Linked DNA regions of Gasterosteus aculeatus: region 2 is linked to region 1. The links are chromatin contacts, called in public Hi-C maps. All regions are on one chromosome and are shown on one strand. The core of a region is the stretch at or near the end of the contact, and the rest is flanking DNA. Distances in the headings are between cores, read along the strand shown. Region 1 has its middle 5.8 kb from the start of svbp. Region 2 overlaps wnt4 (wingless-type MMTV integration site family, member 4).

What was found. Hi-C and Micro-C count contacts between places; a contact is called where the count stands out from the background.
Region 2: a Hi-C map of skeletal muscle shows a contact between it and region 1, with 2.4 times the contacts expected there. The contact joins two enhancer-like sites. A contact is called at or near these places in 2 of 6 Hi-C or Micro-C datasets (skeletal muscle and tail fin).

The regions. Positions count from the first base shown.
Region 1 is chr17:18,056,608-18,063,426 of fGasAcu3.hap1.1, forward strand. No RefSeq gene overlaps it. Among protein-coding and RNA genes, the nearest start is that of svbp, 5.8 kb to the left of the region's middle. Within about 2 kb of position 4,219, at least 2 of the 9 cell types and tissues checked have open chromatin away from gene starts, as enhancers often do.
Region 2 is chr17:18,142,779-18,149,492 of fGasAcu3.hap1.1, forward strand. All of the region lies in intron 1 of wnt4 (wingless-type MMTV integration site family, member 4), which reads left to right. Among protein-coding and RNA genes, the nearest start is that of wnt4, 8.0 kb to the left of the region's middle. Within about 2 kb of position 2,038, at least 1 of the 9 cell types and tissues checked has open chromatin away from gene starts, as enhancers often do.

The DNA of each region.
Region 1 (6,819 bases), core at 2,969-5,468:
AATCAGACACGCAGCATGAGAACGATGCGTTTGTTGAGCCTTCAGGCATGGAAACATGTTCAGGTAGAAACCCCCCAAATTCCCTCTAAAGGCAAGAAACCACCGGCTTGTTTGGGAGGGGAATCAGTGGCAGACAGAAGAGCAACAGAGAAGCAAAGGTTAAGAAGTGAGGGAAGAGTAGATGGAGGGACGGCTAAAGGTTTATAGAGTGGCAGAGAGGGTCGGGGGGGGTCGGGGGGGCGGCAGCGGCCCGAGTGTGTGTTAGGGGCCTTGTTCCTCTAAATTAAACTCTCTCTCCGGGGGGAAGCGCAGCTCTGACTGCTCTTTCACACCAGCGACCCTGAACACACAAGGTGACCACAACCTCCTAACCCTCGCTCGCCCCTCCACTGCCAAGAGACACACACGCACACACACACACACACGTAGGCCCGGTGTGTACAAATCCCCATGGACATGTACATACAAACACACACACACACACACACACACATACAGTCTTTCAGAACTAAAAATAAACAACTCCGCTGACTGGTTCTAAAATAAGTGGACGCACTCATGCACACACACGCACGCACACACATGCGCTTACTGTACACGGATACACAAAAGGCTTTTGCCAACGCGCTCGCACACTCAGTCGCCTCACGCCTGAAACCCAATAGACGCGCAGCAGCCAAAGCAAACAGCAAAAGAAGAAAATAAAATAGAGTGAAAGATACGGGGCGGGATATGACCTGGGGTCACTGTGGGTCACTGTGGGTCACTGTGTGTGATGCACACTGACACACTGACACACAAACGTGACGAAACGCACACACCCCCCCGTCGGCTTGTATTTGAGTTTTTCTTTGATGGCAGGAAATGTTGTGTGAGTTTGTGTTGTCGTAACGTTAAATGAGCAGCGGAGAGCAGTGCCTTGCTCAGGGTCGCCTCGGCAGAATCTGTTCCGCGTAAAAGAGGACGTTAATGGTGTGAGAATTCCTGAGAGAAAATACCCAAGTTATTTTATTCACGTCATTGTAGCACTTTTAGTGAACTTGTAATGACGAGTTGTAAATGGGCTCATTCGATGAAATTGCACTTTCCTGTTTCTTGTTCTTTTGAGTTTGTATCCTGACACGTAATGTAACGTCTCCTGAGTTAAGTCTCCTTAACGGACTGTGAGATGAAGCCTAATGTGGAGTCAGACGTCCTTCAGGTCCAGTCCATCTACACATTTTACAAGGATAGAATTTGAGCCGCAACTTGTTCCGTTCTGCCTCCTGAAATAAAATCGACTGTGAACTCTATGATTTCAGTCATTTCTTAGGCCTAATGATCAAATGTTCAAAATGTATCTTTGTGAGACTGATCTGTTTCTGTTCACTCAGATGAGCCAATCATTTTAGAGAATTAACACTCCTTAGAGAACAAAAATCTAACACTGCCATAAAACTGAACAATAACTCCTTTCTTGATTCATTCATCTTGAGGGTTGTAACACTTTAAATATTGTTTTTATGAAGAAAAATATATGAATTTCCTGTACACTAAACAAACAGACAGACTAGATGTCCCTAATGGTGAACAGGGGTCGAGTCTTCAAACCAAACAAATGATTCATGGATTCATCCATAGTGGGGTTATGGCACCGTGGAGCAACTGTTTGAGTTGATATCATTCATATATTTGAAATTCAGACTCTACAAATGATCTTTATGTATCATTTAGTGGCCATGAATATAATGATGATTTAGATGTTTTTGAGATTTTAGCTTCTCCTGTGAGCAGTCAGCCTCGGTACTTTTAAACATTGAGTCCTCTGTCTCAGAGCTAACAGCGACTCCTCGCAAACAACTTGTGTCGATCGCTGATCCAAAAACATCTGTATCCCCCCCCCCCCCCTCTCAGCATCCGGATCCTCTGTTTGTTTAAAATGCTCTCCAATTTTCCGATGGAAAAAAAGGGATATAAACTCTCTATTATGGAACCCTCTTGTTCTACTCATCGTGTTCTTCATACGAGAAAAAAAAATGATCCGGAAGACAAAACCAAAAACCATGAGCTACGTAATTGCAGAAGAAAGGACTTGGGTGGGTAGATGTAGCACGACGGAGTCTGGAATGACGGCATTATGTGAGCGAGAACCACATGAACAAAGACTGGAACGACAGACCGAGGGCCAAAGAGCAGCAGGGAAATTGCGGCACGATGTTTAAACGTGTGTCACGATGGCACCCTGCCGTGAGGTGACCCTTGATAGATTACTGCACCCTTAACCCCACTATTGCTCCTGTAGCTGTGACTAGCGTGTGAATCGGGAGGATGGATGACTGCACAAAGGCAAAATCTCTGAAACCGGACCGGGCCATATAGCGCAGGGCGATGGTGGCCTGAGCAGGTGAGGGGAAGTGTAATCAGGGAGTCTGGATGAGCTCATTTTGGAGCCACCAGTCATGTGGGTGACTGTGGTTCCATCGGCCCCCCATCCACCCATGGAGGGGACAGTGGGTACCAGTGGTCACCACCAAGGCTTTTAGACCAACGCTTTTGTCTCAACAAAATAGTTGATAACCAGCAAAATGTGCATCCTTCTGCCGTCTCACTGCTCAGCAATATTATATATATATTATAATAGTTGTGGCTGAGTGTGTTAATGTTGGATTGTAGCAGCTGGAGACGGAGGTTAAGTCGTCGCCACAGTTCCGAGCTCGGGTCCCTTCACAGCGGGGGGGGCCACCGGATGAGAGGAGGCAAACCAAGTCACACGCGTGGAGCCTCGACTCCATCGGTGCACACGTGTCATCGTATCATCAGGGCGAGCGTCGGGGGACGGGAAAGCAGCGGGTGGAGGCTGACGAAGGCGATGCTCACGGGCTACGGGACGAGGACAGAGGGGAGCAGTGTGCGTCCCCCGAGTCGGCGTGAGAGGGACAGCGGGGTCAGTGTGCTGCTCGGCCCGGCCGGGTTTCCATCTTTCTCTCTCGCTCGCTCGCTCGCTCACACCCACTTTGTCGCTCTCTGTCCCAAGAGCTGCTTCTCATTAAGCCTGTTTGTGTTGGCCGACACACGGCGGCACTTAGCAGCAACGCGCTGGCCCACGCGTGTGCGCCGAGACACACGTGTTTCTCTCACACATTCGGACACGCACACACACACACACACACACACACACACACACACACACACACACACACACACACACACGCGCACGCACACACGCGGTTCTGTTTGTTTTGGCAGTGACCAGGTGCCACTTAGCAAAGCCCCTAAACGCCGGCGATCAGCTGAACACACCACTGTGTTTACTTTTTCCAGGCGTGGACCCCCCAACCCCCCCCCTCTGCCCCACGGCTTGCCAGACAGAATGTATGATGATGGTGAAAACGTGTACCGGAATATAATACTTTACCCCCCCTTCAGGTAGTCTGTCTCTGCTGACAAGGCCTTTGTTACCAAACGCTAATAAGAGGTACTTTTGTGTCCGTTAGCAAACACTGATGCGTTCAAACCCTGTTTCTTACTGTCTGCACGGCCTCTTTTTGTGACTGACTTAATGCACAATGTGTGTTACCACGGTTACCGCGTGATTGCCATAAATATTATGCTGCACAGAACCACAGTCCACAATCAGCAGGTGGATTTAGCTTTTTTTTTTAAATCACACGATTCGCACAAAGTGACGTGTGAGTGGATTGTTTGCTGTCACACCAAAAAGCAGCTGAAGTCTGCTTGAAAGAGGCCCGAGGCCTCGTGTTCCCACACACCGCAAACCGCCGCGTTGCCGTGGACAACCCCCAGGTGTTTATTTCCCACCCAAACTTTTCCAATTCCCAGCTGGATCCCTCTGGCGCTTCGTGGTCCGGGCAGCTTCATGCAGTCCGCCACTGAGCAGCACCACGATTCAGGCAGTTCTACACATTAGTGTAGTAACAGTGGCTCATGGAAAGCCAGCGGTGAACTGCAAGCGCTGAACAGCTGTTCAGGTGGTTCCGGCGGCTCTTTTTCGGGCGTCAATGAACGAATGTGCTTACTCGAGCTAAACAGCAGCTGCGCCCGTCGTTTGGCTCGAGCTGGTGTGACGGCGAGACCTCAATGCCGTGGCTCCGCCCCCTGATTCCTACTGCAAATACTACGGCAAATTATAGCAGCGTCCATGTGTGGGTTATTCTAATAAGAGATGCACCGCTCGTCATAGATATCGGCCATGGATACACACACACACACACACACACACACACACGCGTAGTGTTTTCTGTGCTGAACACCGAAGGATGGAACTGGGAAAACACACATCTCACATAGCTATCGCACTCCAGAACACACTGCAAACACACAAACACTCACACACGTGAACAGGAAACAAACGCAGCGTTCTCCTTTCTCGCCAAGTGTAATTTGGACTCCAGCCCTCCCAATTTTCTGTCTGGTACAGTCTGCGGACGGGCAGCAAACAGCCCCCGTCAGGTTTCGGTTTCCCGGCCTTTTCTCCCTACACACATCAGGAATGTCATAAACACGTGACACAATACGAGCATTCTTCGGATCCGGCAGCACGCACACGCATGCACTCAGCGCAACACACGCGCAAACGCACACGGACAGACAGATGTGGCTTTGCCCTGCAGCGGCTATAGCTACTATTGTGCATAGGTTAGAAAGTCCATGGTCCCCCTTGCACACACACACACACACACACACCCAGCATGACTGAACACACACCCGATTCAGAGAACATTCTCCAGAGCGGAGTGTTTTCCCCACAGGGTCCAGGCACACTGCAGCCCTGTGGTCAAAATGTTACAGGACGATGTTGGATTATAACCAACAGTCAGTCTTTTCTTTGGAAAATGGGGATCCCTTATGCAACGTTAAAGCCTTAAAAAAAAAAAAAGCTCTGTTGGCGAAAAAATCACATTATTGCAAAAATGGCACAAGGGAACGTTTACAACTTGACATCAATATGAATCATGTAACAATATCAAGTGTGTGAAAAAGAATGATTGAACCGTATCTCTCCCTGAAGTTTACTCAGAGATCTGTTAAACAAAAGCTGTTGGCTTCATGAGACACAACAAAGTCGGCCTTTCAAATTGACCTAATAGGGTTTTTCCTCCCGTTTGTTCTCTATACTTTACGCCAATGGTCAGTTTATACAAATCAAACTCCTCCGTGAACCCTGGAGTGGACATTTGTACAGAATTTGAAGAAATTCCCTAAAAATGATGTGACCAAAAGACACACTTGACAACCCTGACCTTTGACCATCTCTGTGAATGGACTTGAGAATGTTATGCAGAGATAACGTAAAAATATCGATACGATATCTGCAGTATTTGCATCTCTTCTTTATAGTGAACGGCTGGTCGTGGCCAACGAGTGTTCTCGTCTCCAGCTATTGAGCAGCGGTTACCTTTGAATAACAGGGTTTCCTAAATGGGACTGTCAGGGAATGCTGCGCTTCAGGTGTGTGATCGGTGGCGACTGGGGAGGTGCCAGGTCACAGGGTTAAGGTTTCTGTGGGACGTCTGAGGACACGGCGCACCCTGGTTAGGTCCAGCTGTCAAAACACACGCACTCCAAGACAACCAGGTGTCTCTGCATGAATGAGTATAGTGTATACCACCTGTACACACACACACACTAATTCTGCATGGAACCACATCTCAGACTGTTGAGGCTGATGACGAGCTGTGTGTGTGTGTGTGTGTTTGCGCGTGGAGGCGGACCTCCAGAGAGGACGCTGTTTGACTCGAACTGTCAAATTAACGGACTGATTGCAGTACAGTCGGCTGCAAATTGTGTGCACGGTGATGTTTGAGTACGTGTGCGTCTGATTGTCAGGGCGCTGGAGGTACCGTATGCACGCGCGTGTTGACTCGGGGAGATTTGGCGGCTCGGCCTCAGGGGAGCCGTGGCTTAGTCAGCGCCGGCGCACTGTTAAAGCTAAACACTCCTAATTGAGGAGGACGCTACAGGCCCTCCTCTGTGTGTGTCTGTGTACTTGTGAGTCTGCGAGAGAGGGAGGAGGTTGGAGTTAGACAAGGAGGTTTATAAGGAGCGAAACACAGCAGTCTTGCTGTGGTAAATAACACAGAGGCAAACGCATCAGTGGTCCCTTTTTCTGCCCTTTTTGGGGGTAATTTGCTGATGTCTAGATCTAAATGCAGTGTGTGTGTATTCGCTGTTCTCTTGGACTCAGGTTGTTCACTTTTCCATGCGATGTATGTTGCTCTGGAACTCACGATGAGAGGGAAGGATTAACCCATTTTGTGAGAGCTGCCACTCACTTTCTGGTAGGTCTAATAAACCCTCCAGCCTGCGTGTTTTTAGTTGTCCTGCAAGTTCTTAATCCACTCATTACCCAGACACGGTTAATCGGGACATGTGGGTCACGCCAACGCTACCAACCCACTGACCCACCACGCAACTCAAACGGGCCGCGGATCAGATGCCCAGTGGAGGAGAATGTTGCGTTTGACCCCACTCCCATTTTCCAAAAGTTACTCATCAAAGGCCCCTTTTTGTTAATCGATTAACGTCTTTGTGTACCGGCATTCATTCTGAATTCTCGCACCCACGTCCTCCATGTTGCCGCAAAATCAGTACAAATATTGGACCAAGATTTAGCAAGAAGTCGCCAAAAATCATTCTTGTCAAACAGATTCTGCCGTCAAAACATTATTGTGTGTGTGTGTGTGTGTACATGTGCGGCAAAAGCGCCAGTGTTTAGCGGCACCGGGATTATGGCGAGCAATGGAACAAGAATGCCAGCAAAATACCTGTTCAGCTGCTTTTTTAGCTAGAATCCATCCGGACTGAATTGGATCAGCCAAA
Region 2 (6,714 bases), core at 788-3,287, 84 kb after region 1:
AGATTCCTGCAAGGCTTTTGTGCTACGTCGCCCAACCCAGTGGGAGCGTGCAGATGGAGGCGACGCCTGCTGCCTACACAAAAAGGCTGCCTGCTAACTGTTGTCATGTGGCCATTAGCAGCTTTATTCTGCCCTATAGGATCGACTTGATTTTACCTCTAGAATCGGAGCTAAAGGAAGTTTATGAATCGTTCCATCTGATTTCGCCGTGCAGTCGGACACGACGCAGGCATCAAGAATAAGTCAACTGTAGAAAGGAGACAATATTCTCACTGATGCTCTCGTTTGCTTAAAAAGGTCAAATAAAGACATTATTCGCTTTCCTCCATCAGCAGTTGTCGGTCCCCCATTGTAACTTAAAGCAAAAGCAACCATTGCGGCTGTGAGTAATCCATCTCACCGCTGTTGTGGCGAAAGAAGGATTACATCTGGCATCTGTGTGAAGATGAGACAAAAAGGGAGAGCGGGCCTTCGCACGGCTTCGTTTATTTGTTCGGTTTAAACCGTCACGAATCTGCTCTGGAGAAAAGGATTAGAATCCTCGTTTATTTGCTCAGCAGAGGACATCCCCTTTAAAGCCTCGAAAGGGACGAGTGTTTGCTTTTTAAACACTTCACTTTGGGGAGGGAACAGTGGGTTCAAGTTTGGACGCCCCGCTCGCCGCCGTCGACGCGACGCAGGAGACACGACAGAACAGCGGCGAGCGCATGTGGATGAAAAAACACAACACTAAACCACCAAATACCCCGCCGTCGCATCGCGGCGCTACATACATGACATTTCTTCGTACTTGTAGCACACACACACACACACACACACCGGCCTTTTTTTCGGTGTGTGAACATGCATGCACGTGTGATGAACAACCATGGTGAGGTGCTAAAGAGATGGCAGCTGATGGGTAACCAGAGAAAGCAGAGACCTTGGCATTGCGGTGCTTACTGGCGCCTAACACTTCTTTACACACACACGCACACAGACAGACGCACACATGAATACGATGAACCTGCAGCATGTTATTTGGAGCACTCTCGTCACCGGTGCGTGTACAGGGGTGGCTCACGGCAGAGGGGGTGACGAGGAAACCCCACGGAAGACGACGGGCGGCCATGTTTGAAGGGCAACAATGGACGTGAACAGCTGATGGCGTTTCTTGAACGTAGGCTGCAGGTTGTCTTTGACGCGTCGATCGATCGTGTACAGTCACTGTGGTCCAGAGGCTTTTGAAGCCGCGAGGCCCGAGAGACTTGAGGGACAGGGGTGAGGCAAAGGTGCTGCTGAGGTGAACGGGACAGGTGCATGCTGGGGGTCAGTAGTATAGTATTAGTATTTGTAGTATGGTAGTTTTATAATAGTTGACCACCAACAGGGTCAACAGCTCCAACAGCAGCTGTGACTCTAAAAGCTTGATGTTGTGAAATCAAACTTTCCCTCAAAGTGGCCCGAGGAGATTTCCGTCTTTGACAGACAGGCCAGCGGAGTTAAAATTGTAACTCCGGAACATGCCTGTGAATCATTGTGTTTTTTTCAATATCAGAGTGATCCAGCTGACGTTGCAAACTAGGAAAGCATAGATTTCCCGTTTTCGTCAGGCGCAACACAATGAAATTTGTTTTTCTATGATTCCATGAATCGAAAAGATGACCTGCATGTCAGCACCAACCACAACTAGTAACAGCTGATTCTGCAAAAGATTAGTCAGACCAATTTGCCTAAATGAACAAATATATGATAACAAATGGAGCAGCAGTGTTGAGATCCTGCAGGAGGCCTTTCAGGATATTGAGGCTAACATTTAGGGTTTGAATTGGTTCCTTTTTTATAAACCCCTTTAAGTTACTGACTCCATACACATTTCCTCTTCATTTAAAACTAAGTGAAGCAGAAAGTTGATAGTTCAATAGTGACAGGTGAGAACCACGCTGAATATTCTAACCTCACGCACAAAGGGGCTTCTTTGTACACACACACACTCGTGAACAAAACACAGTTTATACATGTGTGTGAACCGTGTAAATAGTTAGCAGGACTGCTGCATGTCCAGGCCTGCCTGTTGCACATGAATGATTCCATTTTCCCCAGCGAGCTTATCTCCTTATCTATTCAAGCTGAATGAGGAAATAAAGAGCAACCACAAACGCCTCCATTATGCAGTAATATTTCTTCTAGGTTCACGATGTCATTACATTTTTATTCACTCAACAAATCGACAGTATGGAAGAGCAAAGCACAGGTCATGTGTTACCGACAAGCCTTCCTGTTAACTCCGCTTCTCTATTATTTATTTCAAATTGTCAAATAATCCAAAGATCTCGAACGTGTTACCTCTCATGAAAAATATCAAATCATCTTTAGTCATGAAATAGACCCTAATTACTACAAATGGACCAAAATGTCATTTGTTTCCAAGAGGTCATGGGACCACTACCAGACGTTCACTATGGCACGTTGGCAAGTCGAGGTCATCATTTAGCTGAAAGCTAAGGTTACCGCCGCTGTGGATTCTTAATCTTTTGTAAATATTGGTAAAATGACAAGGTGCATACCTTTTCACTAGAAGCAAACATGTCCCGGCTTCTCATAAAGTCTTGAAAGAAGCTCTTCATGAGAACAAATACGTTGAGAAGATTCAACCCTGCAAACGCGGCGCTGCAGGGAGCGAGTTTGCACTTTGGTTCCGCCTCCTCGTGGTCAACGGGTTTTTGTCAATATGTCTTCGGTTAGCTTCTTGAAATGACATTGATGACATTACACGAGCTCAAAAGGTCGGCACGTTATTTATTACCCCCCCCCCCCTCCCGTGAATTCTGAAGCTTCTGTGCCATCGCTGGAGTCAAACTCCCCCTTTCGGAAAGAGAAACTCTGAACTGAGCAGTTTGAAGCTTAGTGGAAATCATGTGACCAAGGTCGAGTTCATCAGCACTTTGTGTCTCCTGCATTTACCCTTCAAAACTCATATTAATGTGAAGATTAAACACGCAAGTATTGTATAATTGCCAAAGAGCTTATTTTCTGCAACAGTCCAAGATAGAAGGACTTTTTGTGCTGCATGTACTGCGTGTAGCCCCTGCAGCACTGTGTGGGGGGCCACTTTTTGTACCCCCTTCAGCAATGTTGATGATGAAGCCTTCAACTGAACACTCATACGTCGCTCGGCACCGGGATCGGCTAAAGAACTGGTCCTATACACACCTCCAACATCGGTCGCCTGACGGACCATCAAAGGCAGAACCAAGACAATGCAAAGCACGGCGGACAATCACAGTCCAAGAGGGCGATGCCTTTAGTACTTTATCATGACACACACAGACACACACACACACTACTTGATTCCCGGCCTTTAGGGGCCACACCGCTAACCCCCAGGCAGGTGGTCGATTTCATGGCTTATATCGCTCTGTGAAAGTGTGTTATTGTGTGTGTGTGTGTGTGTGGTGTTGGCGTGTTAGCAGAGCATGTTATTTTAAGGGGGAAATGAGCTCTAGTGGAGCCAGCAGCATATAAATACACCCAGACACACACACACACACACACACACACACACACACACTTGACTCATCAGACGCATTCACTCTCATCTCTTTCCCCTCTTTTGCTTCACTGTCTCCACGCTTTGCTTCTATTTTTTCTCTCCTGTACTTTAAAGGATTCCCTTTGACCTTTTTCCACCGTCCCCACATTAATGTCATTTGTCACTGAATACATAAGAGCAAAAGCTATTTTAAGCATAGTGAGTCAAATTTAGATCCACGTAATCGTTCCTACAACAAACCGGACCCACTGTCACCAACGCGGCTCGGCATCATCATCTCAGTGGGGTTATTTTTGAATTGACTCATGAGAAAGAATCACAGATTTTATATTACTGTTCTATTTATTGCATATTACTTCAATGTTTGTGTCAGAAATTGAAATGCTCCTTTCATCGTCACTATGTTTGACTAAATCACAATAATTCCCCGTTCTATTCTGATATTAAATCAACGGCACGCTTTCAGAAGGTGATCATTCACATGAAAACCGTGTTCCGCAAAATTCAAACAGACCGTTTGAATTGAAAGTGTGTGTGGACTGTGCGGGACACTATGTAATCCAGATGTAATCCAGATGTTACAGGGAAACGGTGTGTGTTTGAAGTGACCAATAGGGGCAATGATGTTAGAAACTGCCCCAGTGACAGTTGACTGAAACGAGAGAGAGAGCAGCGCAGGTGTTGTCTGGGTTGGTTTTTGTCGGAGTAGAGAAATTGTAGCTCGCTGCTGTCTAGAAGATTATCACCATCGTGGCTGCTTCTTTCCGTAATGTTGGACATGTCGGACATTTATATTCGGTCAGTGGACAAAAAAAGTCCTTTTTGTGGACGTTTATTGAGGCCGGACTGCAGCGTTCTCTCAGCACTAGAGAGATACGGGATGTTCTTGTCCGGGGTCATGGGGTCATGTTAGTGCACAGCACATCTCAGATTAAGACAGACTCGAAGGACAAAATAAGGCCAACGTGGGTCCTAAATTGTCACAAAAATCCCTCAGTGGTGACATATTGTTATAAGATAACAATATAAGATCTCTGTGTGTATTTGCTGACGTTACTCAGATGTTTCACGTGCTGATCTGTTGTTAAGATCCACATGTCTATAAAATATCTGTCACCATGAAACATTCCTTCAGAAGCTGCTCGAACTAGAAAAGAGGAGACTTTCTTTTCTGTATTTCTGTTACACAACCGACGCATCGAGCCCTCAACCGAGGAGAGCGGAGACACAAGCGGGTTCGGCGGTGCCGTCCCGTGCGGTAAAGCGTTAGTTAAACTGAGAGGATATTGCCCTCTGCAGCTCACTGTGGGCTTTACATCCGGTCGGTGGTCTCAGGTCTCGTCTTCGTGCGAGCGGTTCGAATCGCCGCTGCCCGCCGGACGCTCTAAGCAAAAGGCCTTTTTGCACTTGACTTTGCGTGGAGGGAGGGAGTGTAGCAGGTCCGCGCGCAGCGCTTCTCAGGCTCGCTGCTGCTTGCGTTTCCCATCCACGCTATATTTACCTGTGTACCTCCGCTGTGTGCTCGGCGCTGGAAAGGCAAACATGCGGGTATTTTCATATAAATACACATTAAGGAGAGATGGATCTCACTGAAGCACATTACTGTCGTGCAGATGTGTGCAGGCTGCACATCCACTAAGCCCCCACCCGACCCCCCGACCCCTCCCACGCTGCATTTCTCTCTTCTCCACTGTCCCTAATCTCTCTCCTTTAGGCCTTCGTTTAAGCTTCACAGGGCGACTTGTTAAGGATATTTTGTCTGGCGCTTTATATTCAACGTTGAATGAGGAGAGTGGAAAAGGTGACAGGGACCCGCTAATCTGCACGAGGAGGACAACTCCAGACCTCCTAAGTCTTTGACGGACTTCTCTTCGGTTTTCCATGTTGAACAATAAAGTAACGCTGCAGCTGCAGCTTAACCCGTCAGCATTTTTAGTCGGGATTCATTTCTTTGTTATTTAGTTTATGAAAATAAAATTGTGAAACATGCGGTTCGCAAGTTGCCAGAAAAGAATAGACCCAACTTTTTTTGACGGGCCTTGACGAGAACGCAGTCTTACTTTATTGCGCACACACACAATAAAAATGGCAGCATGCACACAATTCTGAGAATAAAAAAAAAACGGAGGACAAAGAAAAACACAAGACTCCTGAAAAGGCACAAACTCCAAATCCAAATCATTCCAACGAGTTCCCCCCTCACTAAATGCCCGGCTTAGGATTACGTTCCACGTGCGTTCCTTCTTTTCATCTCTCCGATTTTCATAAAAACGCAGTAATCCGAACGGGAGTTTCGTGGGGTATTCGGCCTTTATTTCCTGTCTCCAGATAACACCCTGCGTCATAAACGGCTCCTCTGTTTGGAATTATCTCTTTCTTTTCTCGGGGGGTGAGGCCGCGGGGGCCCCGGGTGGGAGGTTACGGAGCATTCCACCTGGACCGCGGCGCGTTGGCGTGTTTGTGTTGCATTACACATCGCAGCCTTCACAACACCGCTGGCTCCACTGGGGCTTAGGCCCCCTGGGATTTAAGCACGCAACTGCCACAGGCCAGAGAGGAAGGAGGGAGCGGAATGAGGATGAGATGTGGGGATGAAGGTGTGTGTGTCTGTGTGTGTGTGTGTGTGTGTGTGTGTGTGTGTGTGTGTGTGTGTGTGTGTGTGTGTGCTCTCTTGGACTCGTTGTTGAGGCGTTCCGTTAACCTCGTCTCTGGGAAGCGAAGGGCACAAACACGCAGGGGGGAGCAGATAAAAGTGAGACGGGGGATGAAAACGCCCGAACACACACTGGCCCCAAGGCCTCCGCGGAAATGTTCCCACGCGTGTACAGACACACACACACACACACAAACACTTATCCTGAAACATTAGCCGCATAAGGGCTTATCGTGTGTTTATTAAATGTTTCCAGGGTGAATGTCAGGCCGGCCGGATGCCACCCAGCTGTTTGTGTCAGGATGCTGCCTGGCCCAACGGGCTCTCGCCTCCGGGTTCTTCTGTCCGTCGGGTTTCTCCCGTCGCCCGACGGACAGTCTCTCCCGGCCCGAACGTAGCGCTCGAGCGGCCGAGGCTACGCTAAACAACACGTGGGGGGGATCAAACAGGCACACATGGCTTTGATGGAACCCCCCCCCCCCCCCCCCCCACGCTACCACAACAGAGCCAATCAGAGCCGGGCAGAGGC